Regions from separate parts of the Zea mays genome. Here region 1 is linked to region 2. The links are chromatin contacts, called in public Hi-C maps. All regions are on one chromosome and are shown on one strand. The core of a region is the stretch at or near the end of the contact, and the rest is flanking DNA. Distances in the headings are between cores, read along the strand shown.

What was found. Hi-C and Micro-C count contacts between places; a contact is called where the count stands out from the background.
Region 1: a contact with region 2 is called in a Hi-C map of tassel, with 2.9 times the contacts expected there. The contact joins the promoter of LOC107403158 here to the promoter of LOC100272731 in region 2. A contact is called at or near these places in 6 of 25 Hi-C or Micro-C datasets (ear, endosperm, leaf and 1 more) and 1 of 3 datasets of contacts at active chromatin or transcription factors (seedling).

What each region holds. Positions count from the first base shown.
Region 1 is chr2:47,252,947-47,256,562 of Zm-B73-REFERENCE-NAM-5.0, reverse strand. LOC107403158 reads right to left here and starts at 2,087. Exons shown (of 1, transcript NM_001321434.1): 1 at 1,173-2,087. The coding sequence starts at 1,940. The coding sequence ends at 1,500.
Region 2 is chr2:47,050,447-47,054,293 of Zm-B73-REFERENCE-NAM-5.0, reverse strand. It overlaps LOC100272731 (Pentatricopeptide repeat-containing protein), which reads left to right and starts at 1,262. Exons shown (of 1, transcript NM_001147184.1): 1 at 1,262-3,169. The coding sequence starts at 1,359. The coding sequence ends at 3,155. It also overlaps the pseudogene LOC109944170.

The sequences.
Region 1 (3,616 bases), core at 838-3,337, 200 kb before region 2:
GTGTCATCTACGCATCGAGAAATACAGCGAGTAGACCGAACTCAAATATCAAGAACATTCCAAGCTTTGGCATTCCAGACAAGTGCTCTTTCGAGGTCAGTGTACATTTCTGAATTCTGAGATCGATACCTGGGGAGTTTGGATCTGAGCACTAAAATAAGATCAGATTCACTCGAGCTGTCCCAGATGCATGCCAGAACATACAAGCATACAACTACTCTCTGACTTGTCTCACATGCATGGCCAACAATTATCATAAACATATATTCAAAATACAGTTTATCATGAACGGCTGTTGAGTTTATCCTTTTTTTCTTTTTCCGTGAGAATAGCTGATGAGTAATGCGGAGAAAATAACACCTATGAGCAAATGCGTTTGGCACATTCTTGAGCAGGAACATGTAGAAGATCTGGAAAATACGCTTAGTTCTATTCTATCACAGATTGTGAAAGGAACCAGCATTTGCCACTGCTAGGTCGTAAAACATATTATTTGGTTCCTCGCATTACTAACCAGACAGAGCAATTCAGCTCGGTTCAGAGTATTCCATAAGACACAATCTGACAACTTAAGTGCCGGGTTGCACTGGTTGTGAAAACAGGGCAATTATCTAACCTGACATAAGATGAAAAAGTTGTGATTGCAGAACTGCCAAAAAAATTACATTGAGTAATTATGTACTCCTACATAAGTAGGAAAGTGAGTATTTCTGGTTCAAGAAAGGAAATTTAGGCACTATGTACATTTTCTTTTGATTCTGAAACAGTAAAAACATTCAAATCTATAAAATCTAATGAAAACTAGACAGTATATAGCTTTTCAAAAATTGCACCAATATCCTGCACATCCCCCAGGAGATGGCAATGAGCCTAAGATGGAAGAAGGGGGGTAATTAAAAGCCTTTCAAATTACAATAAGCTATCCTCTATGGTAATGAGTCCCAGATATGCTGCGGTTGGGGGTCTTGATCTTGAGTACACCAAAATCCTGTATGCTTTTTTTATATATTATAGCTCAATCACTCCACAAGGAGTGATCTTGACAGTGAAAATAAGAGAAGTGCAACTGACAGGTGGTTAGTTTATATGGTACCAGTGCAATAATTGAAATAATGGCTTTGTACATTGAAGCCCATTTAGCATCCAAACCCGGAGTAAGCGAGTAAGCAATTGTAACCCCCACAGAAGCGAACACTGTAAATATGTAACAGCAAGGCAGCAGTAGAACTAACAGTCTACTAATCTAGATCAGGTGAGGCACGTTAACAACCAAAGAAGCAGCACAACTCTCATAACACACACAAGCCTCTCAACTAGAGCCTGCACGGAGCAGAAGCAGATTGTACAGGGTAGTACAACAGAACGGAAAGAATGGTGCCGAACACGGACACGCGCAGCTACTACACCATGGATTCGTTTACAGCAGCATCAGATCAGATCACAAATAAACCACGGACCTGACTGATGCACACGACGAGCTTCGGGCGGGGAGACGGTGGTCAGGTGAGGGGCGTGGAGGAGGACACCTCGGCCTTGTCGAGCCGCCGCAGCTGCCACGCGCGCAGCGCGAGGAAGGCGCCGAGGACGACCTGCATTGCGATAGCCACGCCGGCGAAGGCGATCCCGAGCCGCTCCCCGAAGTTGAGCCGACGCCGCCTGGGCGGCGGCGGCGGGTGCGGGGGCGGCGGCCGGTGCTTCCAGTGCCGGTGGCGGTGCCTCCGCGGGTGCTGCTGCGCCGGAGGGGGAGGAGGGGACGGGGCGTCGGACGCGGACGCGGCCTGCCGCTGCGTGGCGGGCACCGTCGGCGGCGAGGGGGCAGCGGCGGCGGAGGGGAGGGACGGAGAGGCGAGGAGGAGGAGCGGGAGGAGGAGGGTCAGCGTCGCGGCTCGGGCGGGTGGGGAGGGGCGCGGGCGTGGCGCCATGGGAGGGGGGCGTGGCATCAAGGGTGAGGGAGGGGCGTCGAGGAGGCGAGGCGAATCTGGTGGTGGTGGGAGGGATTGGGGGAGAGGCGGTGGGAGGAGGGCAAGGGAAGGGTGAGGGCGGAGCTGGGATGAGCTGGTGCGAGGCCGAGAGGGAGCTGGACGCGTGGTTCGGTTTCTCACTGCCTGGTTTTTTTTAAGGTGCGCTCGGTGGGAGGTCGGAGGTGTCACGCATGGTGGCTGGCTTGAAGCCGGCAATCCTGCCAGCTCCCGGCCGGATCCGGACGGCAACCAACAAGCCCACACACCCAACACCGCATGCATGTAGACTCTGGCAAGCTACGACGAGCATACTGCATAGTACGACAGATACCGCTAACCGGCGAGGTGCAATAATGGCGGAAACGCGGCTTTGCAGCGGACGTAGCAGCCCAATGCGCGTGACCGTGAAGAGAAGTCGACTCCTCTGGTCCTGCAGACCTGCGCGTGACCGTGATGAGGGCCCATTTTTCGCGTGCTGGAATCCAGTAAACCAAAACGTCTTCTTCACCCTCCAGAAAGGTAGCTTTATAGTTTGGTAAGTTAAGGCCCTGTTTGGTTCTATAGGACTAATGTTTAGTTCCTACCTTTTAGTCCCTTTTAATTCCTAATTCTCCAAAAACAAGAACTAATAGAGGGACTAAACCAGTTTAGTCTTTAGTCCCTCTAAGGGCTCCTAAACGTAGGATTAGACATAAAACCCGAGCCCGAAGCCCGTTACCCAAAACACCCAAACCCGTACCCGTTTAGCCCGATGCTCGTTACCCGAACAATTCTAACGGGTAACAAAACCGAATACCCGAACTAAGTTTGGGCCTAATCGGGTATTAACCCGCGGTACTCGAAGTACCCATTCTACCCGAAATTAGGCAGGCTGAGCGCTAGCCGCTAGCCCGCTAGGCAGCCCAACAGCGCAGCGACACAGCCCACGCCCCACGGCCAGGTCCCAGTCCGGCTGTCCCTGATCCCAGTCCCAGGTCCCACTCCCAGCAAGGCAGCAACCCTAGCTCCCAGGCGGCCGACGGGCCGACCGGCCGACCGCCGCCGACGGCGTCCTCCACTCCTCCTCCAGGCTCCAGTCCGGCTCCTCCCAGGCTCCCAGCCTCCCAGGCCCCAGCACGGCAGCACCGCACTGCGCACAGACGCGCAGGGCGCAATCCTCCACTCCTCTGTCCTCCTCTCAGGCTCCCCGGCCCCGCGGCCCACTCCCATCGACCAGCACCGCAGTCCCAGGCTCCCAGCAAGCAGCAACCAAGGTCCAAGGCTCCTCTGTCCTCTCCTCTCCTAGTGCGCGCACCGCGCAACCAAGCGTGCTTCTTTGCCGAGTGCCAGAGCTATTACACTTGACAAAGAACCTATACCGGTGCCCAGGTTTTGGTTCTTTGCCGAGTGCTATGGCCCTGACACTCGGCAAAGCATCTCTTTACCGAGTGTCACACTCGGCAAAGTGACCAGTATACATCTTTTTTATTTGTTTTTTATATTCCATCCAAACAAACAAAAGATACCACATATACATCACATATATCACATATATACATCACAGATATCATCACAAACATAAATGTTGGGGACTTGTTCTCAAATGCTTCGAATTAAGAACAAGGCAACACAAAGATGTTAAGTATAAATGCCCTTCGTCCGCTGAAGCATTATCT
Region 2 (3,847 bases), core at 13-2,512:
GAGACTCACCATTCCACCTTCCATAGGGTAAAATGCATTGGCATTTTAAACTCACCAGTCCACGATAACAAATCAAAATTTGCAACTTAACCTCTTGGTAATTTGTTTTTCCTTCTATTCATATGGATCTTTAGGTGGTGGATGTGAGTGACACAAAGGAGTGTGTTTACATCTGGAATGCAAAAAAATTGTTTTCTGTCCAAAAGAGTGGGGTAGATACCACAAACTAGACCCTCATCTTTGATGTGGAGCTGGTGAACGTAAAATGAAGGGAGGACCAGATCACAAGATCCACCATGAGAAACTGCAGAAGTTTCAGAAATTTTGTAGCACGTCATTTTCTATAGATATAGGGTCTTGTAAGTGGATCTATCTTTGCCGTTATCATACTTATATGAACTGAGTTTCAAAAAGAACTGTTAACAGTTAACTGTTGCTACTTGAGATAATTCCCATCTTACTGCTGATTTTTCAAGTGCCATTTGGCATTCTTCTGATGCCCTCAAAACATAATTCGAATGGTTGAAATGGTTGGCTGCATGTATAACTTCACGTCCATTGCGGGAGTTTGTCACCGGGGGTGGAAATTCTGTTTTTTTTTAAATATCGGTTCAGTTTTTCGGTTTTAAAAACTTCAGTTTTACGTAGAACTGTTCAATTTGCCAGAAAATGAAAAATCGAGAAGTTCAGTTTCAGTTTTTTACTTTGATTTTTCAGTAAAAATAGAACACCAAACTTGGTTATATGACAATATATACAAGTTTACATGATATATCATAATTTTAAAAAGTAAAAATTATATAGATACAAAAAATTATAAATACATCATAAATTATATAAAAAGTGAACAACAATTTTATTGTATCACATATTTAGTTCATATAATCAAACATTTCAATTTTATAATCGATAGGTATTTCGGTTCGGTATATGATAACACCAATTACTATACCGAACACCGAACTTTATAGATATAAAAACCGAAACCGATTACGATATCGAACATCGAATTTTGTAGATATAAAAACCGAAACCGAACTGAACTATAAAATACTAAAATTTGGTTCTATTCGGCTCGATTTTCGTTTAAAAAGTGGCCACTCCTATTGGTCACATCATTTTGGCCTGTGTTCAGGCGAGAAATATGTTCGACATATATTTTTATATAAAAATAAGGTTACTATAAATTCTTCCTAATGGAACCGAAATTTTGCCTGGCTCTTGAGAGGCTAGCTTTTGGCTTGGGCGGCTAGCTGTTGGACGCCAGCCAGAGCCGCTGGCTGCAAGCGGCGCGCCCGGCGCCCACACGGCCACAGCCACGGTCCATCGCATCCCGAGCGCCGAAATCCAAACGCACAATGACTTCGCCGCCCCCGCCCCCGCCCCCCACCGTGTGCGTTCTCCTCCCCTTCTCTCCCTCGTCCGCCGGCCGCCCTCACCACTCGCGCCACCCCGCGCGCCGCCGCCTGTGCGTCCGCAGCTCAAGGCCCAGCCCACCGGGCATCCCCAACACCAGCACCAGGCCGCCTCCGCTGCCGCCGCGCCGACTGCACGGAGCAGACCGCCGCCTCAGCGCCCTGATCCACCGGGGCGACCTAGACGCGGCGCTCCGCCTCGTGGGCTCCTCGCCGCGCCCGCCCGACGTTCCGCTCGCCAACCGGCTTGTCCGCGACCTCTGCCGGCGGGGCCGCCCCGCCGACGCCGCGCGCGTCGTCGAGGCGTGCGGGCCCGAGGCCACCGCCGCCACCTACGGCGCGCTGGTCGACGGGTACTGCCGCGCGGGCCTGCTCGAGGACGCGCGCCGCGTCGTGGGCGGAATGCCCGCGCACGTGCAGGCCAGCAGCGCGTACGCCCACAACCCACTCATCCACGCGCTCTGCGAGCGCGGGCGGGTCGCGGACGCCCTCGTGGTGCTCGACGGCATGCTCTGCCGCGGGTGCGCGCCCGACGTGGTCACCTACAACATCCTGCTCCAGGCGGCGTGCAAGGGGAGAGGATACCGGCAGGCCCTGGAGCTCATCGATTTCATGCGCGCAGAGGGGTGTGAGCCCAACAACGTGACGTACAATGTCATCATCGATGCTATGTGCAGAGAAGGTGATGTAGACCAGGCACGCGAGCTTCTGAACAGCTTGCCTTCTAGAGGTTGCAAGCCCAACACTGTCAACTACAACACTGTTTTGAAGGGTTTCTGCAGCATCGAGCGATGGGTGGATGCTGATGAGATTCTAGACGAGATGGTTCGTGAGAACTGCCCACCAAACGAAGCAACACTCAATGTGATCATCAATACCTTGTGTCGAAAAGGATTGCTCCAGAAAGTTACTCTGTATCTAGAGAAAATGTCAAAGCATGGATGCACGGCAAATGTTGTTACATACAATGCTGTAATCAGTGGGATGTGTGAGCAAGGAAATGTGGATAGTGCCTTGGAGTTACTCAGCAACATGCAATCCTTTGGTTGTAAACCTGATATTGTCACCTACAACACTGTGCTAAAGGGTTTGTGCAGTGCTGATAGGTGGGAGGATGCCGAGGAGCTAATGATTAAGATGTCCCAGAATGATCGCCTCCCAGATAACTCGACATTCAATACTATTATTAGTTTCTGGTGTCAAAAGGGATTGATTTTGCAGGCCTTTGAAGTCTTTAAGCAAATGCCTGAGAAAGGCTGCAATCCTAATTCAACTACTTACAGTACAATAATAGGTGGACTAACCAAGGCTGGCAAGATGGAACAAGCCCTTGAGTTGTTGAATGAAATGGCCAACAAAGGATTCAACACAGATAAGATGTACCGGGTGTTAACTGAGAGTCTGAATAAAGAGGATAAAATTGAAGAGGTAGTCCAGGTGGTTCATAAACTGCAAGATTCAGGCATATCACCCCAGACAGTACTCTACAATACAGTACTGTTAGGGCTTTGCAGAAATGGGAAAACAGATTATGCTATTGATGTGCTTGCTGATATGGTGTCATGTGGTTGTATGCCTGATGAATCGACCTACATTATACTCATAGAAGGTTTGTTTTATGAGGGCTATTCGAAGGAGGCAAGAGAATTGCTAAGCAGGTTGTGCTCAAGAGATGTACTTTCTAACAGCTTGATCAAGAATGAAGCTTTGTTGTTAGATCAAAATATTCGATCTTCTTGAGTCACGATTAATTCAAGAGCATGTGTGCACTTTTAACATCATTGTATGTAGTGGTGGAGTAGGTTAGCACTTACACATTGCTTCAATTTTGATTGTAAGTCCTCTTTGCTTCTGGCATATTGTAGCGTAGAGCTTAGTTCTCTGTCTTTTTTTATTGTTATTTCTCTAACAATGTTAAATATCATGCCTGTTTGGCTGATTGTAGTTGCAATTTTTTATGCATATTTACAGGATGTGAGCACATTGGATTGTACACATGGTTTGATGTTTACTTTCTGGATTCACGTTTAGCCAAGGCATCCTCATATCCAAAATATAAGTCGTTTCAGGCCTGTACTTTGGATCAGTATTCTCTATTTCTGTCTGGAGGTACTTGCCTCTGAATTTAGGTTAAGATGGAATGTGTAGCCAAGTTTAAGGAACAAGATATTGTAGGATTGCACCTGTAGAAGCGAAAGAACAAGGGATGAGCACTTTGTTGCTCAAGTGCATGCGTTTTATTGCTCCTTTCTATACGCAATTCTCCACTGAACCCATTGACCTAGGTACCGAGTCTGTTATGCATACGTCTTCTCGGACTCTTTATTCATTTGTTGACAACATAAATTCAAACATGAGAAAGGGGGTGAGTATTACAGGAGTTCCTGGATTACTTTGTTTAGAAACAAGTGATCCATTTTTTTAGTTGTTTG